Linked DNA regions of Mus musculus: region 2 is linked to region 1. A link is a contact called in public HiChIP or PLAC-seq data. All regions are on one chromosome and are shown on one strand. The core of a region is the stretch at or near the end of the contact, and the rest is flanking DNA. Distances in the headings are between cores, read along the strand shown. Region 1 overlaps Tbc1d22a (TBC1 domain family, member 22a). Region 2 has its middle 21 kb from the start of Gm35997.

Evidence for each region. HiChIP or PLAC-seq counts read pairs in DNA pulled down with a chosen protein or histone mark.
Region 2: an H3K27ac HiChIP or PLAC-seq map of embryonic stem cells shows a contact between it and region 1, with 5 times the contacts expected there. The contact joins two enhancer-like sites. A contact is called at or near these places in 3 of 115 datasets of contacts at active chromatin or transcription factors (astrocytes, embryonic stem cells and large pre-B cells) and 1 of 9 other capture datasets (embryonic stem cells).

What each region holds. Positions count from the first base shown.
Region 1 is chr15:86,281,701-86,286,136 of GRCm38.p6, forward strand. The region is part of intron 4 of Tbc1d22a (TBC1 domain family, member 22a); the gene reads left to right. Among named protein-coding and RNA genes, the nearest start is that of Tbc1d22a, 69 kb to the left of the region's middle. Within about 2 kb of position 1,786, at least 24 of the 459 cell types and tissues checked have an H3K27ac peak or open chromatin away from gene starts, as enhancers often do. A contact at or near this core is called in embryonic stem cells, where this site is marked.
Region 2 is chr15:88,681,830-88,686,265 of GRCm38.p6, forward strand. No RefSeq gene overlaps it. Among named protein-coding and RNA genes, the nearest start is that of Gm35997, 21 kb to the left of the region's middle. Within about 2 kb of position 2,477, at least 9 of the 459 cell types and tissues checked have an H3K27ac peak or open chromatin away from gene starts, as enhancers often do. A contact at or near this core is called in embryonic stem cells, where this site is marked.

The DNA.
Region 1 (4,436 bases), core at 536-3,035:
CTCACTGGCGATGGATGGCTCTCAGGCCAGAACTGGCCAGCTAGCTCCCTGTCTGCTCACTGGGTACTTCTCAGTCTCTCTGCCTCTGAGCTTCTCTCCCCATTCAGCACATCTTGAAAAGCTTTCTCTCTAGACATCTGTGACATGTCTTCCGGGTGTCCCCTCCCCCTGAATGTTCCAGCGATGGTTCCACTCTCTTCTACCCTCACAGCACACTTACTAAGGTGAGAGTCATGATTTTTCTTTCAAAACCTCTCCATTCGGTGTGGACATTTTTCAGCTCTTAGGCTCTGCCCATTGATACCCTTCTGGAGAGGACCTCTGCCTCGCTGCTGACTCGTTCCATCTGAAACAAGGCCAGTGCAGTGTAGAGGGCTTGGCCTTGGGCTGAGAGTCAGCCTCTCCTCATCTGTAAAGTAGGGATGGGAACTGCCTTGCAAGGTGGCATGTCATCACTGGGAAGTGACACGGCAGTGCTCATCATGTTAGACTTCCCACCACAGGGACAGACACTCTTGAGGGACATATTTATTTGTGTTCATGTTGCATTGAGCTCTGAGAACAATATGGCAGTTGAAGCCTGTGGCAGAGGCTGAGGGAAGCAGAGTGGAGTCAGCCGGAGCCAGGCGTGTGTTTACACTCTCCAGTATGCGTGTGATGACTCTTTTAGTAGAGTGATCAACTGACTAGGGCAGTGTCTGTCTAGTCATTTTCTAAAGCTCATCAGCTATCACAGCGGCAATGTGTGAAGCTGCAGGGACATTGCATATCAGTTGTGTTGGCAGGTGGCCGCAGGCCTTCCTTTTCTCTGTCCTCCCTCTTTCTCCTCTTATTCAGGTTAACTGCCTTTGTTTCCTTCCTTCCTTCCTTCCTTCCTTCCTTCCTTCCTTCCTTCCTTCCTTCCTTCCTTCCTTCCTTCTCCTTCCATCCTTTCCCTGAGATTCTTGTAATGTAGTAACCCAGGTTAAGAGTCCTCCTGACTCAGCCTCCCAGCTTCTGGGATTAAAGATATGTGCCACCACACCCAGCACTAGCTGCCATCTTGACCTACTCTTTACATGGTAGGTGTCACTGGTCTTTTAGGGAAAAGTCTGATGGCCTTTGTCAAATCTTCCCATGCCCATTATAGTGACAGCCAACATGCCCCTGTTCTTTCACTTGCTGGCCCTCCTCTGCGCACCTGGGCTTGCCCTTGGTCAGAGTTTCTGTTGACCTGGGGTCATTTTTCTCAGTTCTCCCTCTCCTTTGATTCCCTGTCCTCTAAGGAGGGAAGTCACATGGAAATAGGACCTCCCCCTGCAACTTTCAGTCTTCCTTTGTTTCCAGAACAGAGCCTAGCTTCTTGCCTGTTGGAATAGAGTCCTGCTCATACTTCTATACAGCAAGAACCTGGGGTCCGGACTGTGCCTATTGCTCGCTTCAGATATGCATGACTAGTAGCTATTAAAGTTGTGTTACAATAATAGAAGGCTCTGAGGACAGAGCCACAAGGAGGACACAGGGTGGGGCTTAGTGTTTGTTTCTTTTCTTTCCAGTTTCTGTGACCCCAGTGTCATAAGGCTTTGGATCCTTGTGGCAGCTAGATTATTTCCTGATGCTTGCACACAAACTGGTTACCTCTTGTCCTGGAATGACTGCTTACTGTGTCTCACCTTGTTGGCTCTGAACAGTGTGTCACATGGTTACCCATCTACTAGCCTTGTACCCTATGGTGGTTTGAATGAAAATGGAGTCACAGGGAGTGTCCCTATTAGGAGGTGTGGCTTTGTTAGAGGAAGTATGGCACTGGGAGTGGGCGCTCAGGTTTACAAAGCTCAAACCAGACTCAGTGTCACTTCTCTTCCTGCTGCCTGCTGGTCTGGATGTAGAACTCTTGGATTCTTCCTGAGCACAATGTCTGCCTGCATGCCCTCATGCTTCATGCCTTCACTATAACAGAGTACACCTCTGAATCTGTAAGCCAGCCCCACTCGAATGTTTTCCATTAGAAGAGTTGCCTTGGTCATGGTGTCTTCACAGCAATAGAAACGCTAACTAAGTCAAGCCTTTATTTCCTACCTGTCTCATGAGCCCACATTCTCAGGAAGCTTGTGACCAGAGTACACACTAGCGTGGAGCAGGTCAGCTAGTACGTGTACAGTGGGGCACAGGAGGCTCCTGTGAAGAGGGGGCCTCACTAAAGCACTGCTTCCACCAGCAACAGTGTGGTTCCCACAGAGTCACTCTTTTTGGGTCACTGGTGGACTTCTGGGTGGGAACCTGGGACAGACAGTGTTTTAAACTAAAGTACTCTGGTGCCACCCTGAGCCTGAGTCTGCTTGGTGAGTTCTGGGCTGACGGATGGCGGCTCTGGCCAGGTCCTGGCAGCCCCAGCTGTCTCCTTGCCACCTGAGCTATCTCTCAGAGCTTCACAGGTGACATCATTTGTAGGGACTGGAGGAATCTGTTGCTCTGCCTTTGTAATGGCATTAGGTACTTATCTGAAGTTAATTGGCTTATCACAGCAAGGCTGTCTCTGGCCTTCGAGCACATCCAGCTTCCTGCCAGCAGTCCCTTCAGTCACATGTGGCATCCAGGACATGTGCTTCCCAGCCTTCCGGGTAGTAGAAGTAAAACAGTCAGAGAGAGTCCCTCTGGAGTGCCCGGGGACACCCCTGTCCTTCCATTGCTGTCTAGGGCTTTTGGTTTGAGGTGCTTCTGCAGATGGTGTCAGGATGGCACACCAGCACGAGAGCTGGTGTGAGAGAGCGGGTGTGGAGGGCTGGGGTCTTAACCCTGTACACAGACAGGACAGGAGCTGGGTTAGGAGCCTACACTCCTGCCTTTTAGCATTGTGTGTGGTGGCATCAGTACAAGGGTGCACCCAGCCGCTGGTGCTGTCGTCACAGGTAGTTCACCTCTGTGGAGCAGGGCTAAGTACAACACTTTCAGTTCTTCTTCTCCTCCGCCTTCCCTGTCTCGCTTACACACATACAAATATTATAAATACACGATATTGTATGCTGAAATTCCTAGGAGGCCCAGGGTCTGTCTTCAATGGCTCTTACCGGAAAGCACAAATGGGAGTCTCAAGCTTCTAATTTGTTTGCAAGGATTTAGATTTTTAACATGAAATAGCAGTAGCCTTTCCTTTAATTAAATGCCATGCAGCATTGGCTGTGAGATCAATGTATTGAAGGGAAAGCCAGTGTAATTAGACCTTGTGAAGTGACTAACAGGTGATTAGGGCTCTTGCAGGCTGGGAAGAGGGAGCTGATTCACAAGGCCCCTCCCGGGTTTGCACTTTGCTTTCCCCGCCCCTTCTCCTGTCTTTTGAAGTCCAGAGATTCTCCTTGACCATCTTGGGTGTGTTCTCAGATACCTCTTGAGTAGCAACACTCATTTAGGATCTTTAAGATAAAGAACACCCCTCCAAAATAAGTGTTTCACCTTTATAGGCCAGGCCAAATGGGAGGCCTGGAGGCCACAAATGGCTAGAGCTCTGATTCTGCACTGTAATATTTGCATGTGTGTCGGGGACAGAGCGGGCATGGGAGGGAAGGAGAGTGGGAGAACTGAGAAAGAACCACCTTTTCTAAATGTGCTGCCATGGGCATTAAGGGTCTCTCTGTATTGTGCATGATTCCAGAGTCGCAGAAACAAAGCTATTGGCCCAGGGGTGGGAACATTTTAGATGATTCTGGCATGTGGGTTAGAGGAACCTTCCTTCCACAGAGATTCACTCAGGATCACCTCCACCCACCTACCTCTGACTTGGTGAAGGGTGGAGTGTTCCCCGAGTTCCTCTTTTTACTCTGTACTGTCTGTCCATCTTGTGGCTAGCCTCATCCACATCCTGATGGCTCCTTCCATCCTGTGTGGGACCAGCCCTCCTCTGTCTGGAACAAAAGCTGCTTGCCAAAGCCTGGCCCTATACCTGCTGTTGCAAAGCTCCCATCTTCTAGATCTCCCTTTCTGAGGAGATGGTGGGATTTGAGGGGTAGATCACATACCACACAATCCAGCATCTAAAGTGTGTAGTTCAGTGGTTCTCAGTGTATGCACATGAGCGGAGCTGTGCAGTCACTGTCGTCAGTCTTGGGGCATTTTCACCACTTCCCTAAGGGAATATGTGCTCCCTAGTGTCATTCCCCATATCCCACCTCTTCTTGCCTCAGCTACATAGCCACTTGTTTAGATTTGTCTATTGTGAGCACTTTTATGAATGAAACCCTAAGTAGATGGTCTTTGCAGACTGGCTTCTTTCCCAGTGTTTCCACAGCCTATCCTCATTGCCACCTGCAGCCTTTGTTAATATATTTTGGCTGAATAGTACTCCATTGTATGGTGGTTTGGCTGTACCTTCCAAAGATCCCTGTGTTAATGTTTGCTCCTCTCAGCCTGTGGTACTTTTTGGGTAGGGTACACTGAACCTTAAAGACGTGGTACCTACCAGA
Region 2 (4,436 bases), core at 1,227-3,726, 2.4 Mb after region 1:
TGCTCTCTTATAGAACCAAGACTACCAGCCCAGGGATGGTCCCACCCACAAGGGGCCTTTCCCCCTTGATCACTAATTGAGAAAATGCCTTACAGTTGGATCTCATGGAGGCATTTCCTCAACTGAAGCTCCTTTCTGTGATAACTCCAGCTGTGTCAAGTTGACACACAAAACCAGCCAGGACAAGAGACTGTTGAATTACCCATTATATTGTATCTGTACCTGTCTGTCTCTTTATGTCCAGTAATATCAATGTTTTATTGTTTGTTGTGAAAGACCCACAACGTGAGGACTCCCCCACGTTCTGACTCAGGAGAGGCGACACCCCAAAATCACCAACGAGAAACGGTCTTGCTGCAAATTGCAAGAGGATTTTTATTCAAGAGCGATCTCGGGCCCACGGTCATACACCACGCAGGGGTAGAGGACCGTGGCGCCCCGAGTAGCTGAGTAAGGGGGTATTTAAAGGAAAAAACCACAACTCAAGGAGGTGGGAAGGGCGTTGTTGGAAAATACCAAAAATACCAGTTAAGAGTCACAAGGATGTACAAAGTCACAGGTGTCACAAGGAATACCTACCTGGTAATTGTTAACTCTCAAGACAGTTTCTAAGAGCCCCTAACGATAGCACATTTGCATTGCAGGTTCCAGCACTGGTCAGGGTGGGTCAGGGTGACTTTCTTTGAATGAACACACTTGAACCCAGGAAGCGGGTGGGTGGAGGAATGTCGCTATCTGTTTTATGATTAGCATACCTTGGAGGACTGAGTTTACTACTCTTTCAGTTGCTCAATATTTAGTAACTATATACTTAAAATCCTTAACATTCGGCCGGGCATGGTGGCACATGCCTTTAATCCCAGCACTCAGGAGGCAGAGGCAGGCGGATTTCTGAGTTCAAGGCCAGCCTGGTCTACAAAGTAAGTTACAGGACAGCCAGGGCTATAGAGAAACCCTGTCTCGAAAAACAAAAACAAAAACAAAACAGAAAGAAAGAAATAAAGAAATCTACTGCATCTCCAAAGGTAGCTACTGCCACTAACGAGGGAGGGGTCTGGCTAGCTAGATGCTCACCCGGGTACCCGCCTGCACCTGAGCCCTCTATCTCAAGCCTTTATCCTATGGGTCTTCTCGTTAAACTTCGACCTGGGGGACATCACCACAGCACCGGTGGAGCTTCGGCTGGCACAGTCGGGAAACCAGAGCCTTTTAAGTCTCCTGGGTAAATGGGCAGATATGGCAATGAGGCTATGGCTCCGTGAGTCCAAGTTCTGACTACTTAAATAGCATGTTCCTTAAAGTAAGTAGTCCTGGTTAGAGTTTCATTGCTAAGAAGAGACACCATGATCAGGGGCAACTCTGATAAGGGAAAACATTTCATTGGGGCTGGCTTACAGTTTGGAGGGTTAGACCATGATGGCAGTGTGCAGCCAGACATGGTCCACAGGCAGCAGAAGCAACTCACTGGGCATAACGAGCATATATGACCTCAAAGTGGCATATATGTCCATTGGGCAGACATACTCAACCTAACTTTGGCGATAAGTGATCGATCCCCTTGGGCCCAGTGACTGGGGCTGCACATTTTTCTTTGGAACTGTTAATAGCCTGCAGTGACAATAGGGCTACTTAGGAGTGTAAGGTAGTGGGGTCCCAAGCCCAGAGTAGCGCTGGCCCTGGGCCCAGCTGGGCTTCATCTCTGGCAGCCTTTGCATCTCATTGCTCTGAGGGCTCCTCACTAGGCCTAGTACACGAGACTGAGCATGCTCCCACTCCGAGCTCTCAAATGCCCATATGTCACCATCCAGGGACCGCTGGCCAGTAGTCTACAGGGAGGAGAGCAGCTGGAGTGACCAAGTCATAAGCTGTTGCCCCGGAGCTTCAGAAAATGACAGGGTCTGAGAACTTCTAAGAAGCTTCGGTGGTTGCCTTGTGAGCTTTCTAAAAGCCCACTGACCAGCACGGAGGGAAGAAAGTCCCCCCAGAACCACAAGAATCCAAAACCCTGCCTCACCGTGAACTACATCGAATACCAACCAAAAGCAACCTAAAGAAAGCTGACCTGGGCCACAGGTTACTGGCCTCAAAGTCTTCGATCCTGGTTTTTGAATGATTTGAAGTTTACCAGCTGTAAAGAAAAGTAACAGGGCTTAGAGTATCAATGTTTCTATCACATAACCAATGTGCAGACCCACAGGGAAGTCCTGCATTAGGACTGCAGCCACAGGTCTCATCTATCTTGTGGTTGTCAGGCTCAGCATGGTCCAAAAAGGCTGCTCCAAGCCATCTATCACACCGACACCCCAGGAGCCATTAAGAACAAGCAGATGACTCAAATCTGGATATTTCCTGATGTCACCCCACCCCCACCAATTCCTCACCTGCTTGACCTTGATTTCCTGTCTACCTTCCAGCGGCAGGGGAAAAGGAGCATGGGAAAGAGGCTTTCGGGTGGGGCTCTTCAACCAGGGTATGCTATCCGGGTGAGATCGGCCACAAGGGCTGGGGTGAGGCCAGGTGGAGACAGGTCACACGAGCTGATTTTGTCTGTAGGCACTCTGATTTTGTTGTATGTTTTCCAGGGTGTTGGTTTTACATTTTTTAACCTCAATTTAAAAAAAAAAAAAAAAAAAAAAAAAAGATGTTTTCACAGCAGATGGTGGTGGCAGGTGTCTTTAACCCAAGCACTTGGGACGTTTTTGTAGATCACGGTACAAAGGGCTGGAGAGGTGGCTCAGTGGCTAAGAACAGTTGCCCTTGCAGAGACTTGGGTTTGATTCCCAGCTACCATTCCACAGCTTACAACCAGGGATCCAACACACTCTTCTGAACTCTATATGGTATACATACATACATACATTTATACACATAACACGGTAAATATATTAGTGGGGGGGTTACAGTTCAAGACAGGGTTTACGTAGCCTTGGCTGTCAAGAGAACTTTCTGTGTAGACTACGAGCTGGTCTCTGCCCTGCCTTCAAAGCCCTGGGATTAGAGGCAGGCATCACCAGCCAGGCCATTTTTTTTTTTTTGTTTATTTCTTTTGTTTTGGGGTTTGTTTGTCTTTCAAGACAGGGTTTCTCTGTATAGCCCTGGCTGTCCTGTAACTCACTTTGTAGACCAGGCTGGCCTCGAACTCAGAAATCGGCCTGCCTCTGCCTCCTGAGTGCTGGGATTAAAGGCGTGCGCCACCGCGCCCGGCTCAGCCAGGCCATTTTTAATGTCTCTTTCTTTCAAGCCAGCACACAGTGAGTTTCACTATGCAATTTTTATACATACATACCAACCTTGGTGTCTCAGGTCTAAAATTTTGCTAATTCAGGAGGCAACACGGTGCTCAGTGCCCCGATTCCATTTTCACAGAATCAAGGAAATGCACAGAAGATGGAGGAAAACAACCTGCATTCCAAGAGGACCAGCTCCATCTCCCAACAAACAACTCATTTCAGAGCCAGCATGGGAACCAGAGCTGACCCAGGACCTCGGCTGCTCTCAACCTTAATCAGAGGCAGTTCTTAAAGTGGGCAGCCATCCCTGGGAAAACACACAACCAGCTGATCAAAGAAGCACTGAGAAGAAACTAAGTAGGATACCAAAACGCTCACACTCCAGGGCTCAGGGGATATCACAGAAGCGGTGGGGAAACAATGTAAGAGCTATAAAATGAAGCCGTGCGCTGTGAAACGCTTCGTCCGGACACAACAGAGAGTCATGAACTCACAGAAGCCAGCTGCGGTGATCGGACAAAACCAGCACAAGACTGAAACAGCAAATTCCCAGTACAGTTGTGGCCCGTCATCTCCAGGCCCCGTTTGTTACTGGGGAGTTGATGCTGCTGGCATTTAATGGCTGCTGGCGGGAGACGTTTTCAAGTGTTCCCACAGTAAGGTTTCCAAGCTCTATGGATGGCTCCATACCCATATGGACAACATTAATTGGAATTAGGGGGCTAGTAAGGAAAAATGACAGCAAATTGGGAGAGGGACACAGGCATGCCTGGGGGACACAGCAAGAGCTGGAATAGGGAACTGAGGTGGGTATGATCACAGCTCTTTTCATACACATATGGAATTCAAGATGTCTTTAAAAATTTTTTAATTTGGGCTGGTGAGATGGCTCAGTGGGTAAGAGCACCCGACTGCTCTTCCGAAGGTCAGGAGTTCAAATCCCAGCAACCACATGGTGGCTCACAACCATCCATAATGAGATCTGACTCCCTCTTCTGGAGTGTCTGAAGACAGCTACAGTGTACTTACATATAATAAATAAATAAATCTTTTAAAAAAATTTTTTTAATTTGAAAAATTTACAAAAAAACAAAATAACAAACAAAAAGCAGCTTACACCGCAGTCCCAGGACTGAGGCTTTGAGTCTGAGATTAGAGTGGGGGGCCTTCTGTTGCACAAGACAAAGACACGCTCCCAGCCCCACA